2 separate regions of the Canis lupus genome follow, and region 2 is linked to region 1. The links are chromatin contacts, called in public Hi-C maps. All regions are on one chromosome and are shown on one strand. Each heading gives the region's core, a stretch centred on a gene start, on an enhancer-like site or on the middle of the called end of the contact. The rest is flanking DNA. Distances are from core to core; before and after follow the strand shown.

What was found. A called contact is a pair of places that touch in the nucleus more often than the background predicts.
Region 2: a contact with region 1 is called in a Hi-C map of blood, with 4 times the contacts expected there. The contact joins two enhancer-like sites. A contact is called at or near these places in 2 of 9 Hi-C or Micro-C datasets (both in blood).

The regions. Positions count from the first base shown.
Region 1 is chr8:13,042,687-13,049,987 of UU_Cfam_GSD_1.0, forward strand. The region is part of intron 1 of EGLN3 (prolyl hydroxylase EGLN3); the gene reads right to left. Among named protein-coding and RNA genes, the nearest start is that of EGLN3, 13 kb to the right of the region's middle. Within about 2 kb of position 4,120, at least 10 of the 20 cell types and tissues checked have an H3K27ac peak or open chromatin away from gene starts, as enhancers often do. A contact at or near this core is called in blood, where this site is marked.
Region 2 is chr8:13,259,161-13,266,461 of UU_Cfam_GSD_1.0, forward strand. All of the region lies in intron 1 of LOC119872835 (a long non-coding RNA gene), which reads right to left. It also overlaps the pseudogene LOC100688528. Among named protein-coding and RNA genes, the nearest start is that of EGLN3, 200 kb to the left of the region's middle. Within about 2 kb of position 4,386, at least 3 of the 20 cell types and tissues checked have an H3K27ac peak or open chromatin away from gene starts, as enhancers often do. A contact at or near this core is called in blood, where this site is marked.

The DNA.
Region 1 (7,301 bases), core at 2,870-5,369:
TTTAACTTAACAAATTAAAATATTAATCAACTCATTTTCCTTGTAAAATCTGCAATAGATGTGAATCCGTTTTTAAAAATTTGTCAAGAATAGCATGACTTCAAAGCTACCTGGTAGAGTGACCTTTAAAACCAGTATTTTGGTCCAATGCCAAATGCTAGACCCTTTTAACTGCTGGGCAGAAATACCAGTCAGTCTTTGTAAGGATTTATTTTGAATTATGAATGGTCTTGGGTGCAGCATATTTTAAATAAAATGCAACCTAAGTACAGGATAACCTGTACTTAACCTCTTGGTTGCTTCAGTTTTCTCGTTTGTAAAATGGGTTTATGAAGGTTGAAGGAGTTAATCCATGTAAAATGCTTTAGCCAAGGCCTGGCATACACTAAACGCTGCTTCTCAGGGTTGTTTAAAGTTCCTGATGTGCACAGCTGTCTTCCCCTCACCCAGGGCTTCTGAATGTCTCCCATCAGGGATCTGATATTCTACTTAAGTGCTCAGTAGCTTCAAATCCAGGCCTGGCAAACTCAAATAGCTTTTGGCACTTCCGAGTAACATAAATGATTGAAGCCAATCAGAAATATATGTGCCTGAACTCTGGCGTGTGTGCTCTGCTGTCTACAACCAGGGAATCTGCCGTCCTTTGCCATGAAGGCCCAATGTCCCAAATCTTCAGATTTTAGGAGAAATACAGGCAACTGAACCAGAGTTGCACGTAAACTCTCTTGAATAGCTTTTATCCCAAGTTTTTAATCATGGTCACAAAAGATACCTCAGGCTGTACTCTGAGGTCACTGCCTGTGGTCTCCCAAGTCAAGCAGCTCTGTGACAGCTCCAGAGCTCAGGTGGGCGCTCCATCTCTTTTCCCCTGGCTCAGATGCATCCTGTCCCCAGGCAGAGCCCCCATCCCTCAGCGCCATCCACATTCCACATGCCTCCTCCAGTCCTTCCCCTGTGCTAGCTCTGGACAGGGTCCTTCCCCTCTCCACCATGAAACAGTTAACCACACGGAGAACTTGATGTGTAAAGACTTGAGAAGTAATACATGAGACTACGTATATTCTTCAGCTTGGAAAAATAGCCAGGTGGCTCATCATAGTAGAAAACGTAATGGGTTAAATTTTCTGGCTAGAAATGGGTCCAACTGATAGTTGGATGACAACCGCCAAGGCAATAAACTTGCCGATTTTTCTAGTTGGCTGTGGGTTCGAGGAGCTGAAGGCTATATACTCCCAGGGTCATTTTTCTGGGTGCTCTGAGTTCAGCACATATTTTCACACATACATTTAATGGGGAGAGTGAGCAGGGCAGCCCCCTGGCTGCATACTTTATGTTCCATATTCACAGAAGCACCCACTAAGGAAGGGACCCAGTTTGGTAATGTGAGGGGTGGGGTGGTTGTTAGCCACTGCAACAAAGGCACTAGCTCTAAAATTGAAGATCTCCTCTTTAAAAAGAAAAACAAAAATTAAAAACCAAGTACTCAAGCTGCTCTGTGCAGGTAAACCATGAGAAAGGCTAGATAGAAAGACTGGAAGAAGCAGGATCTTTCCAAGTTTTGTTCTTTGAAAAAAAAAAAAAAAGTAAAGATAAAATATAAATTAAGCCAAGATTTCACTTTCCATGATTTTCCATTTGGCTCTGACAGGGACCCAGAGGAAAGAACTATAAAAACCCTTTGCAAGGGCAAGGAACTTAAATCCAGAGGACAAGGAAGGCAAACTGAGATGACTGCTTTAGCCTTTTCCCCCATGTTGGTTCTTCCTGGTTCAGGGGTACATAATCTTCAAGGATACCTTGTGGGACCCACGACCGTCACTTAAAATTCCTACTGTCCAATACTCGGTAAGACATCTTTACAAGATAAAGGCAACTATGCAGAGCTTTCTCCACGGATTTCCAGAAAACGTCACCCTGCAAAGTTCACCACTGCTGCCAGTCCCATCCTTTATCTGAAGTTGAACAAAAACAACAACAAAAAGCAAGCTCTCAAGGTGGTGATGAACTGCTCATGAACAAGAAAAGGGCTTTAGAACCTTTTACATTCATTCTAACTTCATCTAGATCGGCGTAAAGGAATTATTCAGTTAAATGTAGGTACTTTCGAAAAAAAGTAGGAAACTCTGCAAACTGTCACTAGTTATCTTGGCATCTTGCTTGTTATCTGTCTTGTTGGTTAAGAGCAAACCTAGCTATTTCCTTCCTTTTTCTGCTTCTAGTTAAAGATTGATGTAGCAAAATGAGGAAAAAAATAGGAAATATGCTCTTGGTGGGGAACGTGAGCCTTGGCCAACGAGCATGTTCCCCTTCCTAAAGTTTCAGTATCTGACCAGACAATTCACAGGAGTCAGAACACCAGTCAAATACAACTAACTGTAAGGTAAGTAATCCTTTTAACAAACCTCACGTTATTCATTAAAATGTTTTCTGCTATTTGATTTCTACACGGAGAACCACTTCTGTCTTCCTCCCTTGTTCTAAATCCACACTAAAAACGCCTCTTTCTGAGGTGCCTCGGTGGCTCAGTCCATTAAGCATCTGGCTCTTGATCTCAGGGTCCTGAGTTCAAGCCCTGTCTTGGGCTCCACACTGTACATGGGGCTTTCTTAAAAAATAATAATAAAAAAAATTTGTTTTAGAAGCCTCCTCCTGAACCCAGAACGTTGCTACACAAAACCTCACCTTCGGTTTAGAGCAATAATCATCAACCACCCCCCTCCCCCCCCACCCGCCTTGCATGAATTTCGTTGAAATGCAAGAGCTTAGGTAATTCTGAAAATGAAAAGTAAAGAGGCATAACCAACTCTCAGTGGCTCTGGTGACGTGAGTTCACCCCTTTTCAGGTCAGGTGAGAGCATCGTGCCTGTAAAGGCAGGAATTTACCAGCTTCACTTGAAAACCTGTCCCCAGGTAGACTTCCACCTGCACCCTCGATCTGCTGCTCTACTATGAGTTTGGTCCTCGCTTTGGGATCATCCAAACGATCAACAACTACCCAGACTCTAGAACCTTCGATTTAATTCTCCTAGCTCAGGGAGGGCAGTTTTACCAGATGCCAGCGCCCCTTGGGGTTCTTACATTCAAGAGTTAGGCTCCCGCCCCCACCCCAGAAACACGCGCACGCGCGCACACACACGTCTCCGTAAGAGTCACAGGCCTGTAAACTCTGTACTAGATCTAGATCCTACTCCAGGGAATCCTGCATTTCGTGCATGAACTTGAGTGAATCATTCTCCCAGGAGAAGCCATTGAAACTCTGCTGAGGCCAAGAATTTAAGAAACTATTGTCATTCCTTTCTGAATTGTGGTTAATTCCTCTCCTCGGAGAGGGCTCAGCCAGAGCTTTGCAATTAGGCACAGTAAACAGGCGGAGGAGCACCGACATATCAATACAGGCTGTTTGGGTTTGGAGAGGCGGCCCTTCCCCCGAGGCCTGGCTCCGGGCCAGCAGGGTGACGGCTGAGTGACAGGGCTACGTGCGCTGCGTGAGGGTGGCAGCCAGCCCACACCCGAGCGCACCGCAGGGCAGACTTCGGAGGGAACCGGCACAGGACAGCCCTCCCCCCCCACCGCCCGAGTCACCGAGAAGTGTTCTGAAGAAGGGCTTCCCTGCACTTAGGAGATCCGCAAAAGTCAGCCAGACTCAGGGTGAAGGACATTAAGAGGGGCGTCCAACTGGATCCCTCCCGACGCCTTGCTCCACACGCTAAGAGCAGCCGTGTCCTGAGGACCTGTGCAGCCAGGTGGCACTTTGCACACGCCCTCCCGTTTAATGTCCTGCTGCTCACGGGTTCTCAGCAGAAGTCATTACACCCCCTGCCCCACCCTGTTAGTTATCTTCTTTGCATAGAAAAGCAAATTCATGAGTAAGGCAACAGGGGGTAGGGACTCACAACACTTAACTTCTTCTTTTCTTTTTATTTATTTATTCATTTATTTATGATAGTCACAGAGAGAGAGAGAGAGAGGCAGAGACACAGGCAGAGGGAGAAGCAGGCTCCATGCACCGGGAGCCCGACGTGGGATTTGATCCCGGGTCTCCAGGATCGCGCCCTGGGCCAAAGGCAGGCGCTCAACCGCTGCGCCACCCAGGGTTCCCAACACTTAACTTCTGATGTATGAAGCAGACTTCTCAGAAAAACAAAACTTTACCTGCAGCCCTCCAAAGGCTCTGGGAATAACAGAAAACAGGAATGTTTGTGGTTTGCAGGATTGTCACAGAATTAAGTGTGGCCGTCCTTAACTTCTCATCTGCCATGAATTCTAAAATAAGGGAATCCATGATAACTCACATGTAGTTGGTAAGACAAGATTTTATAAATGGGAAATTAAAAAAAAAAATTACCGGTCAAAACACATCAGGAAAAATGTCTTGAAACAATATCCTTAAGCTAAGAAAAACCAGGCAAGCGCTTTACCTACCATTCCCAATGAATTTTCAGAGTATTAATTAGGGGACACTGCAACTATGCCGGATAAAATAAAGTCGGAGAATTTTCTAGGAAGCCAGATCTCCTATTTACATGTGCCTTTTGGTACCTGGAAAAATGTATCTGCTCAATGAAAGAAATGACACACAGCAAATTAGCTGGAATTAGCATTCGTGACATTCAGTAAACGTTTATTAACTGAACAAACATTTGTATAATGGTTACTACCTGCCTGACACCATTCTATATGCTTCATGAATATTCCCTCATTCAATATTCATAACCTCATAAGGCAGGAGCCATCATTATATCCATTTGACACATGGGGAAACCGAGGCATGAGGAGGTTAGGTCCCTTGCTTTCTGAACCCAGTGAGTCTGGCTACGGAGTGTGGGGCTGTCCTCATCAAGTCACGCTCACCTAATGTCTGGCATTAACCAAGTCACTCCTTTTCGGGGGAACAGAGATCTTCATTTGTACTTGAAGTATCTGAATCCCTCTCACCCTTCCATAATCAAGGAAATTGCAAAGTGCAAAAAAAAAAAAAATGTGAAAGAGAAGCGTGCTTGGTATTGAGTCTGTGAAGGAAAACTCCAAAGTAGGGGGGGAGGGGTTAACAAAAGCACAGGGCAAAGCAAAGTGACTTTGAATCCTGGCGCAGAGTACCAGCTGTCCACTTGGTCTTGGCTTCAGTTCCTCCCGCTGCAAGACAAACTCACTCCCGCCCTAAACTCTCTGCAGCCCCAGCAGAGCCCCTAATCTGCTCTGCATGCAATTGCTCAACAATTAGCCCAAGTCATCCCCAGGCCGCTCTGCTCAGGTTCTATAGGAGGAAGTCAGCGTCTCTGGACCTTTCCTTGTCAGCTCAGGTCAACACCAGCCAAGGTTTTTGGACTTGTTTCAAAGTCAGAAGATAAACGACCAATTAAGAAAAAAATCATAAAGGAAATACAAGTGTTTTCGTAACAGGAGCGGCACCTGGTCAACTCAAAGGAATCCCAGGGATGAGATAAATTTTCCTTGCTCACGCACAAAGCTTGTTTAGGAGACAACTCCAGCACTACCGTGTTAACTGGAATTCACTGAATACAGAACTTTCTAAGATCATGGTAATTAGAATATGCTGGGTACAGACCCCCTAGGCCCTAGAGGAGGGGCGAGATCCAAAGGGATAACTTGAAGGGGTAGAAAGTAAAATGCTCCTCTGAGAGCAGAGTATTGACTATTTTGGGGAACTGCGAGGGGACCAGAAAGGAGTGCCTGGCTCTGAACTGAGGGGACAGGGATCATTAATTTAACTGTCCCCATGTTCTTTCCATGATATATACAAGCAGAAACCAAAACTCATGGAACATTATAGAACTAAGCGTGGTCTTTCCACCACTGAACACTGCTTCTGAAATATCAGGAAGCATCTGTTAAGTGAAAACAGGTGCTCTAATGTCCAGAGTGACCGCTTTAACTCCAAGGTAGAGCGACAAGGATGACTCTCCAATGACTCTTACGACTTACCAGATACAGACCCAAACCTTTAACTAGGAAGCAAAGGCCTCCATGCCGAAGAAGTAAGAAAAGGCCAAGCAGCAGCTACTCTCTGACCTCCACCAGGTCTTATCGCTGATTCCCGTCAAGCTGGATCTGCGGTCACTCTCCTCCGTACCCCCGGAGAGCTGCTCATCTCGGCCTTCTCCGGTGTCCCAGGGGGTAGCCATCCGACCCCAGAGGCCAGAGGCTCCCCAGAGGCCAGAGGCTTCCCTACGGTCCTCACAGGGAGCGCTTAATAGTCAGCATGGAACCACCGCACTGAGTGCTTCCCAAATCCGGAGGATCCTTTCCCCTTTCTCCTGGTGCCTTCAGCTCACACTTTCTGCAAGACTGTTGGACACACGGAGGGAGGCAATATCCTGCAGACATTAACAAAGACTCTTCCCCCCCCCCCCCCCCCCCCCCCCCCCCCCCCCGGCACTGAACGTCAACGGAAGGAAATCAGTTCCAAATTTCGCTCCAATTCGAGCTCTTAGCAAATTTAAGTTTACTGACACAAGATAATAGGAAAACATGCAGTTTTTAAAAAGATTTTATTTCTTTATCCAGCAGAGCACAAGCATAAGTAGGGGAGTGGTAGGAAGAGGGAAGAGGGAGCGAGCAGCAGGCTCCCCGCTGAGTAGGGAGCCCCAGGGAGGGCTCGATCCCAGGACCCTGGGATCATGACCTGAGTCTAAAGCAGATGCTTAATCGACTGAGCCACCCAGGCGCCTCAGGAAAAAAATGTCTTAACATGTTTACAGGTGGTGGGTTTTTCTCAACCATCTTCCAAATAAACTGCACACCCTTGTGTGTTTTCGTTTTAGCAATGAATAAACTCAGATCGGATCGAAGGATTAAACTCTGATTTTCTTACTAACAAAGTGTAGGAAGATCTGACACCCACTCGGTGTTCAGCCTCCTCGTACTAATTTCACTCAGTGTTTCTCAGACTTGAGCATGTGTGAGAATCACCTGCAGGACTCCTGCGTGTCTGATTCACTAGGTTTGGGGAGAGGCCCAAGAACTTACATTTACATCAAGTTTCCAGACAATGCTGATACAGCTGGTCTGACAACCACACTGAGAACCATGGTCTATCCTGTGGCAAAATCAAGGGGTTTTGTGCCGTGCCTCACCCTAGATGATAAAAGGTACGGAGTGATGAGTCAAGTGCACTGGCTAATTAGGGGAGGGTGGTGGGTAGATGGAGGAGGTGGTGGGCACAGCAGGAGGGGAGAGGAACCCCTCAGGCAGTTTCTGGCACAGGCTTGGCGGGGGGCTGCCTAAAGCTGGCAGGAAACATTCCAATTGTAACTCCTGCAGCACTGCTGAGGATTACGGTC
Region 2 (7,301 bases), core at 3,136-5,635, 220 kb after region 1:
GTGAGATATACTTATTCAGCCTTATCATCTTTGTACCATTTAGACTTTATATTATACGTAATGAGTTAACTACAAGTTCATCTCCACCATAACTCTTGTATGATTTATGATTAGAATAAAAATGAATACAACTGTGGAAGATATATTTAAGGTGATTTCTCTCTTTTTTTTTTCTTTTCTTTCTCTTTATCTGCATCATACAATCCATTAACCATCAACCACATTTGGAGTGATTTCTTGAAATGTGGCTAGTGCCAACTGAGATACACCAGAAGTATAAAATAGACTTCTTATAAATATATATAGTCTCTCATTAATAACTTTATATTGATCATGTGTTGAAATTATATTTTGATTGTATCAGGTTAAATAAAATATTATTAAAATTATTTTCACCTGTTTCTCTTTCAGTGTGGCTACTAGAAAATTTTAAATTGCATGTGTGGCTCACGTTGTATTTCTACCAAACAGTCTTGGTCTATAGCATGCATTTACTTCCTACTTAATATGAAGGCAGACTAGAATGATAAAAGTACATTCTGTTTTAGCTTCTCGAATGTAGGTTTTGCCTTTTCTTTTGCTTAATAAACTTAAGGAATTTTAAAGTTCAGAATTCATATATGATTCATCAAAATGTGACAAAGAAAAGGGAACCAAAACAATGAGTTCTGAAAATACAATTGCTATTGAGGAAGCATGGAAGGTGATGTCACACCCACCAGAAGTTTACATCAGGAAATGCTTGGAGAGACTCCTCACATCAGAAACAGGCTACTGGAGCGTGGCTACGAGGAACGGTAACTGAATCGTCAGTTCCTGAGTTTACCAGTCTGAGCCTTAGAATAATGATGCTCCTCTCCAGACATCCTCTGATATTCTTTTTATCCAGTTTCTTTTTTTCTCTTGCTGATTTCAGCTTGAAAACTCAGAGGCAGGGGATCCCTGGGTGGTGCAGCGGTTTAGCCCCTGCCTTTGGCCCAGGGCGCGATCCTAGAGACTCGGGATCAAATCCCACGTCGGGCTCCCAGTGCATGGAGCCTGCTTCTCTCTCCTCCTGTGTCTCTGCCTCTCTCTCTCTGTGTGTGAATATCATAAATAAATTAAATTTTAAAAAATTTTAAAAAAAGAAAACTCAGAGGCAGAGTGTTAATCAGAGTTAGGTTAAAAACCTCTAGGATTTCATAGTGTCAAAATTAAAAGTTGTATTTTCAGGATTTCTTTTGTAAAGAATATGAATTACCTGGCCTCTGTTATCATTATCAAAAACGAATCTTTTCCAGCTTCAGGTCATAGGAAGAACATTGTAGCAGGCACCAAGAATACAAATCTACATAGTTCCTGTCCTCAGGAGATGTACAGTCTGACAGGGACATCCAGAGCAATCCCTTTCCTTTCTCATTAAGGAAGGAATATTTTGATTATGGACTGTCTGGCCTCCTTGGACTGGCTCAGGAGCCTCATTTGCCAGCTTTCTATAACCAAATCCCTGCCGTGCTGATGCTGAAGCACCTCTGTCTGAGTTGCTGAGAGGCACCTCTATCCTAAACTCCCTACCATCTGGAACGTGGGCCCCTGTGACATTTGGTTTGCAGGTCACATATGAATCACCTTGGGTGTTCCCTGTCCACAGCAGCCAATGGCAAATAGTCTGCTCATGAGCGGAGGTGATGCAGGCCTCTCTCAGGACAGTTCAGTGGCCCTTGCCCGGGAAACTTCTCCCCACTGAGGTGCGTTTTATTTACACAATGTGGCCTATACTTTGAGTCAGACCATTTCACTCAGGGCCTCAGAACTTCAGGAAAATCCAGCTGGCCAATTTTCAAAATTTTCAAAGGTGTAGGAACAAGAGAGAAAAACTTCATTGCATTTACGTAGACAATCGAGGGACTTTTTTTTTTTTTTCTTTCTTTCTTTCTTTCTTTCTTTCTTTCTTTCTTTCTTTCTTTCTTTCTTTCTTTCTTTCTTTCTTTCTTTCTTTCTTTCTTTCTTTTCTTTTTTTCCCCCAGTGAGGGGAAGATCATTGCTGGGTGGTGTCTTTCCCTTTTCAAAGTAACATTCCAACATTTGGCATATTTTTCGGTTTCTTCTCCTCAGCTAGATGTAGTCTGTGAGCTCCTTGGCTCACATCCCTCCTTGACTTCCATTTAGTCCACGGTCCCTTGCCCGTGTTAACGGTTAACAGAGCATGTACTGTAAATTAGCATTTATAAAAATCAATTACACTGCTTCATAAGACAGAGCAGAAACTTAGATTGTCTTCACCAGATCATTTGTATTTATCTGTTAATTATAAACCTTAATTGTCTCTTTTTATCATATTAATTTGCACAAATTGTACAACTTCAGAGTTTAGCAGTTTTCAAGCCCTTGAAATACAATTATTCTCTTAACATTCTTTTCAGAAACATGGTATTCATTAATGATTAGGTTGGTAAAAATTAGCAGTTCTGATAATTGGCCTTGGCTTCTCCTTGGCTTTTTTTTCTTTCCCCACTAAAATCCCGGTTCTCACAATTATGCATGCCTGTTAGCCTCTCACTGTGCCCAGCTCTGTTTTAATTGGACTTCATGGCCCATGAGATTTCACAGGGTTTTGGCTCAAAGTAGAATATAGTTCTATCCCAGTGAACTTATTCCAAGTAGGTTTGACTCTTTTCCCCTCTCCCCAGCAGAACCTAGACTTTTGTCCCAAGGGACAGTCTATTTGCCCTAACCTTTGATATAAAAAGACTTATATATGAAGGAAGAACAAAGCTTTCCAAATTCCAGCTCCATTTGTGTAACCCTTGCCCTCCTGCACTTTGCAAGTTGGTGAGCAAACATGAGGAAGAAGAGGGTTTCTAGGCTTTCACCGACCACTCCATGTGGCAGCCACTTAGGAGGTGTCATAAGTCACATAGCATTGTATCCAAAGGCCAAAATAAACTTTCTTCTTTCAAGAGGCTGCATGAATCTGAGTTATGTGAAGTAAGTGATACAGACTGAGGGACCAGGCATCCTGAATACCCTGGCACCGAGCAGCTTCCTGCCTTGGGTACTACAGGCACATTCCAGAAGCCTTATACCCAACTTTGATGATGCACCCAACATGATCAAGTTGCATGTTCTTTCCCATAGGAGCAATGAGGAGGAAGGTACCCTGTCCCCTTCTGCCCCACATAAGGGAACAAAGATGAAGATTTTGTCCTATCCTACTTGGGAAACCCAAGTGTGAGGTGGTTACCCAAGATCATAAGAGGAGGTATCTGATACAACTAGAACTCTGAGTTCTCTGACTGGGTACCCAGAAATGCTCAGCTCACCATGATTCTGCCGCTTTAGAAGCAACAGTTCAGAAGTTAAGCCTCATCTCCTATGTCATCCAAGATGGGACCCCAGCCATATTCAAATTTGCAAGTCAAGACCTAAAGTCTCTGAGCTGTAGTTTCCCAAGGATTTGTTCATTTTACTGGTTTCCTGGAGGGGCTATGGAAAGGCTGGCTGCCCAGAAGGGATCCAGGAGGCCAACAGCCCTCCATGTACTAGAGGATGGGGTGACTGGGCCTTCAAAAGAAAAAGGCTTCTCTTTGTGTTCCAGATCCAGTAACACTCTATGGTACTCTTCATATCAGGTTTCTTTTAAGAAAAGGCGTGTTTTTCCACACACAAATCATTTGCCAAGTAGATCTGTCAACATTCTGCCTACAACCTTGTTTCCTCTTCCTGGCTTGCACCAGCTTGCGCCATAGAAATGTGGTCAGAATGCCTCTCAAAAATCTCTCCCCATCCCACAGTTTCTGTCAAATGGGGCAATTCAGCCTCTTCTGCCAGCTCCTGGCCTCGTGGACTGAATCCAGTGACAAGGTGGGAAGCTGGAATTTCCCATATTCCTAGAAAATGACAAATTTTGGCTGAAAATAAGGCATTCACTCAGCCAGCCACGTGAACTTGTGAACTCTGTGAATTTGAAGAGAGGACTACTATCATTCCCTCAAATGAGGTGACAAACAATGGCCAGAGTGGTGAGAACATATCTGCCTGGTTAGCACTTTGGGTAAAGGGTGGGAGGTAGAAGCAGAACTTTCTACAGCAAAGAGCTTCTTCCTGTGAATATCTGTCTCTGCAGGAAAGGCATCCGGGTATTATTGATCACCTCATGCTAACTATGACAGTGTCATTGCCTGCTGTTTTTCTACCCCAGGGCACAACGTGAATAAACAACAGAGTGTCAGGCATTCAGACCTACCCTTGCTGGCTGCCCATCCTGGCTTCCCCGTCACTCATTCCCCCTGATAGGTATGCCCACGGCCTCTTCTGTAGCCCGGGCACCACACTCCTTACACTGTCAGAGCACAGGGCCACAGATGACTCAGCTAGCGGTCACCTGACGATGTCAGTCTAAGTAGAAGCAGCTATTGCCAAGCTGTGTGGCTAATGCAAATCCAGCCATTGCTTGTCACTGAGCACCCAGAACAGGTGAAGAAAGAAGGGTTATCCCACCTTGTTCAAGTTCAACCACATAGTCAAGGCTAACCTAGGGGCCCGAGTTTCAAACTGATAGAGGGAACACAAGAAGAAATGTGAACTCTGCCTCAGGCCAGTCTGCTGCTAGCACCTCTGTAAGAATTAGGAAAAAGTGTCCCTTCCCTAAGACAAATTCTTTCACATGTCAAAAAAACTCTCATCATAAATGAATAAATCGGGCAGCCCAGGTTGCTCAGCGGTTTAGCGCCGCCTTCAGCCCAGGTGTGATCCTGGAGACCCAGGATCGAGTCCCATGTCGGGCTTGCTGCATGGAGCCTACTTCTCCCTCTGCCTGTGTCTCTGCCTCTCTCTCTCTCTCCGTGTCTCTCATGAATAAATAAATAAAATCTTTTAAAAAATAATAAATGAATAAATCTACCCCTTAGATCTGGCTCCCGGTGTAGTACACCACCTGTGTAACTACACACAGTATCTCTGTCAAAGAGAAAACCAGAAGTAATAATAATAGTAGCTGACGAGCTCTTTACTTCTTGTGAGTGCTGCACTAAACGCCTCAAGTAGTATCTCATCTAATCCTCCCACCAACCCGAAGTACTATTATTATCCCATTTAGATCTTGCAAATTAGGATACTGAGACTGAGCAATCTGCCAAGACCAGAAGCTATTAGGTGCCAAGGCCAAGGTATGAATGCAGATGGGCTTATCCCAGAATCTGAGCTTTGACCACTATGCTCATGGAGGGGAAACCCAGAAACCTATGTAACTTTGGTGTCCATTGAAATAAATGGTACCATCTTAGGGAAGATTTCCTTGAGAAAGAGCCTGTGATCTACTGAGGGCAGGCTCTCCAGGAGAAACCTGCAAGCTAGCAAGGGAAGCAGGAGAGAGAGAGGGAAGATGCTGAGCAAGGATGTGGTCTCAGGTAACACACAGCTTGGCCTTATCCATTAGCACAATTGTTCCACCTTGAGGCAAAGAGGCCAGCCTGCTATACCCCCTTAAATCATTCAGTCATTGGTCATGGGGGTCAAGCAGTGGGAACTTCCATGTATCTCCAAATGAGGTGACTCCCAAGAAGGCCATAGATGCAAACCCCTGGCTACAGCACATGCAGCACCTGGAGGATGTGTGCATAAGTGGGTAAAGGGCATCTGGATGAGGCACCAATAGCATCTATCACAGTAGCCCAGTACATTTTGGAAAAGTGTCAGCAAATGAGGCCTCTGTGATGTGTTCAGGGTACAATTCCACTGGAGTTAAAGGGGAATTTAATCCATCATGTAACTCTGACATTACAGCCTAACCACCACCAAACTTACGGCACCGACAAGGTGCTTATCACTCTGCGAGAAGACAGAGTCACACTACACTCGGCAGACCCATTACTCTGCAATCAAAGCCAACCAGGCTTCCACTGCTGACTCCAAATTACGAAGAGGAGAATTTCTAAGGTTGATAATGACCAGTTTCCAAACCACTTCTCCTGCCTCATTTTCCACGCCATCCCTTCAGACACTATCTGCAGCAATGTTCATTCAGAGAACTCTTCCCAATTAACTGTGAACTTTCTCATGTGCATGCTTTTATTAATGCTCTTGCCTGAATTTGGGGTGCCCTCTTTCATCCTTTCTTTGCCTGGTGAAATTTTAGTTAAGGTCCTTCTTTTGCAAGAAATAGAAACCCACTCAGGCCAGCAAGTAAAGTGGGGTTCATATAAGGGCTCTGGATCTTTCAAGGAGAATGGAAAGGAGGGGTGCCTGAGTGGTTCAGTCGGTTAAGTGTCTCCTTCAGCTCAGGTCATGATCCCAGAATCCTGAGATCGAGCCCCCCAACAGGCTCCCTACTCAGTGGGGAGTCTGCTTCTCCCTCTCCCTCTGCCTCTCCCCCCTATAGTGCTCTCCCCCCCCTCTAGTGCTCTCTCTCCTCCCTCTGGTGTGCTTGCTCTCTCTCACACTCACTCTCTCTCTCTCAAATAAATAAATAAAATCTTTTAAAAGAAGAATAGAAAGGAGAGAATCATGGAAAGGCTTTCACAAAGGAAATGGTAATGGCAGCTGGAAAGTCAGCTCTCTCCTGATATGTGGGCCTCTTGTTCTAGAGCATAAATCTTTGAAGGCGGCTTCTTGGTTAAGGCGATATTTCTATTACCCTCTTCACACAGAAGCAGTCCCCCCACAGCTGTATACAAGCCCCATAACCTGCTCCCACTCGAAAGCCACAGGTACTGGACCAGAAAGAGGCTTGGTACCCTCTGGGGCAATTGGAATTTGGAAGTAAGACTAAAAGTTAAATTCTATTTCAGTCTGGCCTACAGTCTTGATCAAGGAAGATATAAAACTGGAAGTCATGGCTTGGCCATCTTGTACCTGCAGGGGTAGATCAATGAGCAGAGAAGGCCAGTCAACAAATGGAAAAAGATCATAAAGCCAAAATGCAGTGAGAAATGGCCAGGGCCTGCCAGCTCTTCAGTTTCTGGTTCCAATCTCTTCCTGAGATGCAGTTACATTTCTGCCCTTGGATTCCATGATATCCCTGCAGCCTGGCGCCTCATAATAAAGGCTTATTTTCAGTTTAACGAGCTCAACTGGAATTCAGGAACCTGCAGCCAATGACTCTTCAAAAACACATGCTTCCCTTACTCATCTCTGTGCATCTGTTTCCTTTGTCCCTTTTACCCATCATTTCCCTTTACCTTCCTACCTTTCTTTTCCCTCTTTTCTTCCCTTTTCCTTCTGCTTCTCCTCTTCCTCCGCCCTTTCTTCTTTTTTCTTTTCCTTCTCCTCTTCCCTCCCTCCTCTCTCTCTCTTTCTCTCTCTTCCTCACTCATCTTCCTCCT